2 separate regions of the Mus musculus genome follow, and region 2 is linked to region 1. A link is a contact called in public Hi-C data. All regions are on one chromosome and are shown on one strand. Each heading gives the region's core, a stretch centred on a gene start, on an enhancer-like site or on the middle of the called end of the contact. The rest is flanking DNA. Distances are from core to core; before and after follow the strand shown. Region 1 overlaps Atp10a (ATPase, class V, type 10A). Region 2 has its middle 110 kb from the start of Gm39019.

Region 1 (3,854 bases), core at 735-3,234:
GCATCCCATTTATTGTGGAGGATTTCAAGGTCTCTTATTCTCTGCATATTTTCTGGCTCTGGGTTTCTGTATTCATTCCCATTTGCTAAAGGAGAAAGCGTCTCTGATGGCTGAGCAAGGCACTGATCTTACTCATAGATTCCCATGGGACTCTATTAACCAGCAACTCAATTAGATGTAGCCAAGTCCAGACTGGGAACTTTCTTTGGTAATGAGACATGTTCAGTTGGACTCTCTCCCGCCTATTATTTGGTGATATCATTTAAATCTCCATTATATATTTATATACAGTAGGAAGCTTCTACTATATTAGGATTCTCTATGAGCCCTCACATGGCCCTTAGTTTTAGCATCCCTCTCTGTATTTCCTCTCTTGCTCTCTCTTTCCTCCTTCCCCCATTTGATCTTCCCATTTCACTCCCCCATCTACAAGTCCATCCTTAACTATCTATTCTTATTCCTAGGAAGATACAGCCTTCCTCTCTACCTCCTTACTCTGTACCTAGCCTCAGTGATTATATGGTTTGTAATTTATCAATGACTTAACAACTAGCATCCACATATAGGAGGATGCATACTATATTTGTCTTTCTGGGTCTAGGTTAGCTCACTCAGGATGATTTTTCTAGTAACATGTATTTACCCATGAATTTCATGATTTCATTTTTAAACAGTGAGTGTAATAGTCCCTTGTGTAAATGTATCTCATTTTCTTTATCCTTTCATCTATTGATGGACATCTAGTTTTCTTCTAGTTTCTAGCTATTATGAGGAGAGCCACAAAAAAACAAAACAAAACAAAAAGTTAAAAAAAAAAAAAAAACAAAAACCAAAAGGAAACCATGGTTGAGCAAGTGTTTTTTGCAACAGAATGAAAGTTCCTTTGAGTATATACTCAAGAGTAGTATGGCTGGATCTTGAGGTAAACCCTTTCCCAGCTTCCAGAGGAACCTCCAGCCTGAGTTCCCTAGTTGCTGTACAAGTTTGGATGAATACTCTCCTTACTCTACATTGCTGCCTGCATGACTTGCTATTTCTTATATTGATCTTGGCCATTCTGTCTGATGTGAGATGAAATCTCAAAAGTGTTTTGATTTACACTTCCCTGATGACCAACGATGTTAACCATTTCTTTAAGGGTTTCTCAGTCATTTGAATTTCTCCTTTTGAGATTTCTGTTTAGATCTATACACTATTTTTAAATTTGGTTGTTTTCTTGATGTTCAGGTTTTTTTTTTTTTGAGTTCTTTATATATTTTGGATATTGATCCTCTGTAGAAGGTGGAGTTGGTAAAAAATGTGTAGCCTGTACCTTTGAATGGTGGTGTCCTTTGGTGTACGTAGCTTTTTAGTTTCACTAACACATTAACTGTTGATCTGAGTACATATGCGAATGGAATTCTGTTCAGGAAGTCTTTTCTTGTGCTAATGACTTCAAGACTATTGTACATTTTGGTCCTCTGGAACCTAAGTGCTGCCAACTCTTTCAACATAGACTAAGCAACATAGAAACTCACCCGTTAAGTCTTAACAGAAAATGTCCAGCGGAATGGAGGAGAAAGGCAGCTTGTGTCTTGCCAAGAGAAAGTGATGCCTCATATGAAGGTATGAATGATACTCTTGGCTCATATCCCAGCTTCTAGACCGCAGGGCCCAGCACTGCTCAGTCATCTCTGCTCATTTTCACTTTCGGTCTGGAGGAGCTAGGAGTAGAGACACCTGCTGACGTGTTTCAGCTGCCAGATCTAAGGGTTTTTACAGCTCTAGTTATGGGCAGCATAGCTGAGGTCTCCTACACACATATTTTAGACTACTAAAATCAAGAATTACACATTCTGGAACTTAAACCTGAATTTATTTTCTCAGTCCTGGAGACTGGACGTTAGGGGTCAAGGTAGGGTTGGCTAGGGCTTGGTAGGGTTGGCTCCATCTGAGCTGCTCTCTTCAGTTTGTGGGTAGCCATTTCTTTAGTCTTCACTGGTTCTTTCCTCTGTGACCTCATCTCCTGTCTTTATAAGGAGACAGTCACAATGGGTCAGGGCCTACTCTAACACTCCATTTTAACTCACATCTTCAAAGGCTTGTTCCATGTATACAGTCATATTTGGTAGTTCTGCATAGGACTTTGAAAGAGGCACAATTCAACCATCAGTGTATTTTCAGAGGGAACTTTACTCCATGTGCAGTGTCAGTCACATTGGTCATCTCCATGAGCTCATTCAAGCTCACTCTGCTCCCAGAGGTGGAAAGTGCCTTTTCTTGATGAATTTCCGGCCGGAAAAATCAGCAATAGTAGAAGAGAACCTTGGCTCAGTAATATATGGCTCCATTCTTCCAGAAAGCTGACTGTCTGTGTATTAATGTGCTAATTACTAAAATCTGGGAATGACAGGGCATCATAAGGAGCCAGAATCTGTGATGGAACAATATTCAGAACTTGTGCTACATGGATTTATTTGTTTGTTTGTTTTTAGAGATGTGTTAAATGTCAAGCTATTAGTTGCCAAGACAGAAGAATCTTTTTCCTCAAGTTTTTTGTTTTTTTTTTTTCTTTTTTTTTTTTTTCTGTAGAAATAGTGAAAGAACACCTTTCAACCCCTGGCTAGAATATACTTTTTATTATAGGATTTCCTTGAGGGAAGACTAATTTCCACTGGAAGAGATATCTTGTGTTTCCCAAGTTGGTGTTTGTTTTACATTACAAAAAGAGCCGGGCCTTGGTTTGCTTTGTTCCCACAGTTAATGAAAAAATAGCAAGCACAGATCTGCTGAGAGTCCGTTTAGAAGCCTGACCTTGTGTTGGAGGTGGGCAGGGTGCTGCTGGACTGGAGGAGTGGGGCACATCTATGGCTTGGGCCCCTGCTTTTCTGCCGCATTATAAGCCTGTATTTCTAAGACTGCATCTGTGAAATAACTGCATCAGAAAGCATGAGCACTGTTTTAAGCAAAGGGAACAATTTTCCTCTGATTGCACTGTCCACCCAATGTCCTCAGTTAACTGTGGCACGAGCACTGGGAAAGGTTTAGTTCTGACCTCTCTCCACTCTCCTGGGCTGGGTCTTGACTGACAGCGTTTTATTAGTGGTCTAGTCACTTCCCGATCAAGCTCAGTCCTGCCTCTGAAGTCTCTCTGACCCTGTGTGTTCAGGTACACGTTCCCTGAAATGGTGGCCACTGTTTACCTGTACACACGAGCTACTGCTAGTGCAATCAGAACGTGATCCTCACCAGGACCCAGCAGGCTTATTGAGTCCATGTAGCAGGACTCAATGAGCCTGCTCTTGCTCCTTCGCCTGCTTGCTGCGTGAGACTGAGTATCTGCTAGACTTCCATTCACAGCTGCGACTGAACCATTGTTGGGAATTGGGCTGCCAACTGTAAGTCATCAATAAATTCCTTTACTATTTAGAGACTATCCATAAATTCTGTGACTCTAGAGAAACCTGACTAATACAGAGTAATAGTAGAATAGACCTTTTGACCCACTATTGTGAGGTAGGTCATGTCCTAAGATTTCCCTGGGTTCTAAAGGGTCCATGCTTGAAGCACTGTGTGGTTGCTTCTTTGTCTTCCGAGCGAGGATCTAGGTTTAGAGAGGTCTCACTTTTTAGTCACACAGCAAGCCCAGCATTGAGGCTCCAGAGACTGTCTACCTCATGTGCCTTCTGCTTCCTACCTGCGTTATTTCATACACACACACACACGCTGTGTCTGGCCTGTCCTGCAGTTTGAACACAAAAGCTTGGCTCCTTCCGTTGCCTTCCCAAGCTGCTACATTACGCTGTGTAGTCTCAGTCTCTGCAGTCCATGCTTTGCAGCAGCAGCTGCCAGGATGTCATTCCTAAATAATAGCT
Region 2 (3,854 bases), core at 589-3,088, 94 kb after region 1:
TTGCTGACTATGGCAGCCTTATCAAAGCCTGCTGGGAATGTTATATAAACTCTTCACTGGAAATAGTCACAGAAAGCATAGCAAGCACTTCAAAACAGGATTGCGGCCTCACATCTCTGTCCACTGTGGAGTCATGATCACCTTTACTTAGGAGGCTGAAGGTATCGTCCAGCTGCTGAGCCCAATTCCTTGTTCTGAGTTCTCATTGCACAAACTAAGATGTGAGGAGTTACCAGAGCTGTTCAGAGGTAAGGAGAATGTGGGGTGCACAATGAAGACCCTTCTGCTAGAAGTGCTTTGTCTTTCTGGTTGTCATTAACTATACCTCAATGGCTGTTTCACAAGAGAGGGAGCTGTACCGTGCCGATACTCAGGAAGCCCTACCTATCTTGGCTCTTATTTATACTTTTTCACAGAGAAGTTTCTGGCACAGAGCTACCTCTCCCCCAACACTCCCCAGTGCCTGTAGAAAAGCTGCATGTGCTGGGAAATCAGCCTGCAGGTCTTCCCCCTTCTCATTCCATGGCTAACTGACACAAAGCATGTTTCCCTGGCAGATGGTCTGAGAATTTATCTCCCTATAAAATTAGCTCCGCAACAAATGTGTCTGCCCTGACTCGGAAGCTCAAAATAACCCATTAGAGCCCAGGTGGTCATAAATCTCTGTCCTGTGTTATGGCTCACAAGAGTGGGAAACACATCAGACTTGAACTTCATAGAGGAAAGTCCTGCTATTTTTAGCCCCTGCCTTCTCTCAGAGAAAACAACATTCTTCCAGCTTTCAGGCTCTAGAAGAGCTGCCTTTAACCCTTCAACTAGCCTCCCTAGAAATGCTCCCAGGCCTGACCTTGCACCCTTGAGTGCATGCTTTATGTCCTCCATAGCAGTTACCTCCTCATGGCACCTGCTTGTTCATTTTTCAGGTGTTTATTGTCTTCCTGTTATCCCTGAGTGAGTAAGGATCCTTCTGAGAACACCAGAGAGAGGAAACTGTATTCTTCATGGTTAATTAAGGGTGTTTTTTTTTTATGATTGTCAAAACTTGTTTTCATCTGTGTATTAAATAGTGCCATTGCACAACAGGAAACATACATATTTCATGGGACCTATTTATTTATAAACAAACAAACAAATAAGTGCACAGCGTCTACCAGCTTATTAGTGGACTGGATTTTCTAAGCATACATTATTACATTATGCCTTTTAAAGTAGCTTTATAAAAGAAGGTTTCTTATGCTATATAACCTTTAACTTTTTTGAATCTGTAAGATTATCAAAATCCCCTCCTCTGGGTTTTTTTCTGGAATCATGCCCTGGAAGCAAGCCATCATAATTTATTGCTTAAGATGACATACATTGCTTTGTTGCTTTCAAAGAAATCTATGATTATAATATAATATTCTTCTGTATTGAAAAGGGGGCTGGATTTTTGGCTACATCTAAAGGTACAGCTGTCTTCTCCTACTCCAGGGGCATCTTGTATTTTCCAGCACTCTCTGCACACAAGGCAGAATATCTTTGGGAGCCTGCCCCAGAAATCCTTCCCCTGATAAACGTCCCCAAGGGCTATCTTGTGATCCTCACAAACATAGTACAGATTTTGTGGATGGGCGTTGGAGTTAAGAAAACACCCAAGCATTTGCTGTTGTCTAGTGCACAGATTAGAATAAGCCAAAGCTGCTGAGCTGCTTTGATTTTTTTTCGTTGCTATGCTCAGAGCCCCTGGAACACCACTCCCAACGGTGGATGAAAAATCGTGCCTCTGCCAGCCATGAAGTGTGAGGCTCTGAGCTATTTTTGGCTTCATTTTCTCAGAGGGCTGGTCACGTGGGGCTGCTGTCTGCAGCTTTCCTGCTGGTATGCGGCAGAAGCTGTATTGATTCATTCCTCCCTCCTCCAGTGCTTCCCCTTTTCTCTTTTCTCCCTCTCCTCGGGCGGGCTAGGAACTCACCAGAGAAGAAGGTCCCAGTCAGAGGCTCCAGAGAGATCTCTTTGAATAAGAATACCATTTCTTACTCCCCAGGTTTTCTTGAATATACATACATATGCATATAGCTAACATTTATTTTAATTACCATTTAATTTTTTTTTCATTCGTAGCTCACTCAGCATTGCAGGGTGTAAAAATGTAAATGCTGAGCCCCAGAAATGAAGTACATGTAGACCTTAGAGAGTTTTTCTCAACCCCCTACAAATTATGGTTTACATAAGGAGGAAATAAGGGCGGGGGAGTCAGTATTAAGTACTGGAGGGGATGGGAGAGAGATACAGAGGGTCAGGAAATAGAATAAAAATATGTAGCAGTGGGAGATGAGGGAAACAAGAGGCTCCCAGGACCCAACAGGATGACTTTAGCGGAAATGCACAGAGACGGGGTAGATAGAACCTGTAGAGACCAACTCCCTTGTGTGAGTAGCCAATTTTTATAGAATAATTTCTAGAAAAATTTCTAGGATAATTCTAATTTGCCTCTGTATCTATTTTCCTATCAACTTAGAAGGAACAAATTGAGTTTTTGTTTGGGTTTTTTGTTTTTTGTTTCTGTTTTTGTTTGTCTTTTCCAAATGTCCTTTCTGACATCTCTTCAAGGCTGCTCAGTCTCTATCCTTGTCCTCATTTCCATACCACTTCACCCTGCACCCACTACAGCTTCTAAGGTAGCTCTCAGCTCTGCGCGTGAGCAGCCTAGAAGACCTCAGGAGAGCAAAAGGCTTCAGAACTACCACAGATATCCCAAGACTGCTTGCCCTCTCTTGAGGCTAACAGGGCCTGCTCCCTCACTGCTGAAGTCCGGCCTGTGAAGACTGATATTCTACTCTTCAGGGCTAGAGCAGGACCCTGCAGCTTCTGGCAGAATACATGGCAAAGCCAACTTCAGTGTCACTTGAAAGAAGCAATGAGGCCTGTGCTTAAAGGTTGGATGCAATGCTGGAGTTGATCCTTCCTAGATTCATATTTCTCTTAAAAATTACTTTTAGTATTATCATTAGTTTCTGTGTGTGTATGCTATATCAGGAGTGGGGTACACATGCCCTAACATGCATGCAGACGTCTAAAGACAATTTTACACAGTCATTCTTTCCCCCTATCTTTATATGGGTTCTGGGGATTTAACTGATGTCTCCAGGCTTGTACAACTAGTGCTTTTTCTCACTGAATTCCCTCACTGTCCCTCAGACTCGTGTTTCTAAGTTCATGAAATTAAATACATCATATGACAATGGAAACCAATTTCGTTGTAATAATAAAATAGCTTCTAAAAGACAAATAAAATTTGCTGTACAGAAATAAATGTACCTCAGTAAAAAGCTAAATAATCTATCTTTGGGTTTTATCTGTTGCAAGTTTGGACAGACAATGTTTCAAGATAATTGCAATAACCATGATACAATTGGACATGGATGACTACCAGTGAGACAGAACTTGGGCTTCCCAGACAAAATATTGGATTACCAGTCTACATTTAAATTTCAAATTGTTCCAATTATTATATGTGGGACATGCTTATATTAAAATACTGTTCATTTTTATAAAATTCAGATTCAACTAGGTAACCTCGATCAGTATTGTTAAAAGTGGAGTAGCTTAAAATCCACATCTATAACTGAAAGAAACACTAAACATTTGTTAGCAGTTTGGGGGGGTGGGGGGGAATGTATCTATTCAAGTCGATGGACACCTCTTCTTCATGTTGGTAGAAACCACTACACACTGATATGTGGTGATGAAGGTTCTCAACTCACAGGGTATTTTTTCTTTTTAGTTGTAGAAGACATTTCGTAGGCTTGAAACCCTATAGGCCTAATAACTAAGCATCACTGGGGGCTTGCTTGTAGTCTAGGCTGCTGAAACAC

Evidence for each region. A called contact is a pair of places that touch in the nucleus more often than the background predicts.
Region 2: a Hi-C map of uterus shows a contact between it and region 1, with 3 times the contacts expected there. The contact joins two enhancer-like sites. A contact is called at or near these places in 2 of 15 datasets of contacts at CTCF or cohesin (CD8 T cells and the NIH/3T3 cell line) and 6 of 484 Hi-C or Micro-C datasets (cerebral cortex, cortical neurons, liver and 3 more).

Annotation. Positions count from the first base shown.
Region 1 is chr7:58,748,462-58,752,315 of GRCm38.p6, forward strand. All of the region lies in intron 2 of Atp10a (ATPase, class V, type 10A), which reads left to right. Among named protein-coding and RNA genes, the nearest start is that of Gm39019, 19 kb to the left of the region's middle. Within about 2 kb of position 1,985, at least 98 of the 459 cell types and tissues checked have an H3K27ac peak or open chromatin away from gene starts, as enhancers often do. A contact at or near this core is called in CD8 T cells, regulatory T cells and uterus, where this site is marked.
Region 2 is chr7:58,842,458-58,846,311 of GRCm38.p6, forward strand. No RefSeq gene overlaps it. Among named protein-coding and RNA genes, the nearest start is that of Gm39019, 110 kb to the left of the region's middle. Within about 2 kb of position 1,839, at least 251 of the 459 cell types and tissues checked have an H3K27ac peak or open chromatin away from gene starts, as enhancers often do. A contact at or near this core is called in CD8 T cells, regulatory T cells and uterus, where this site is marked.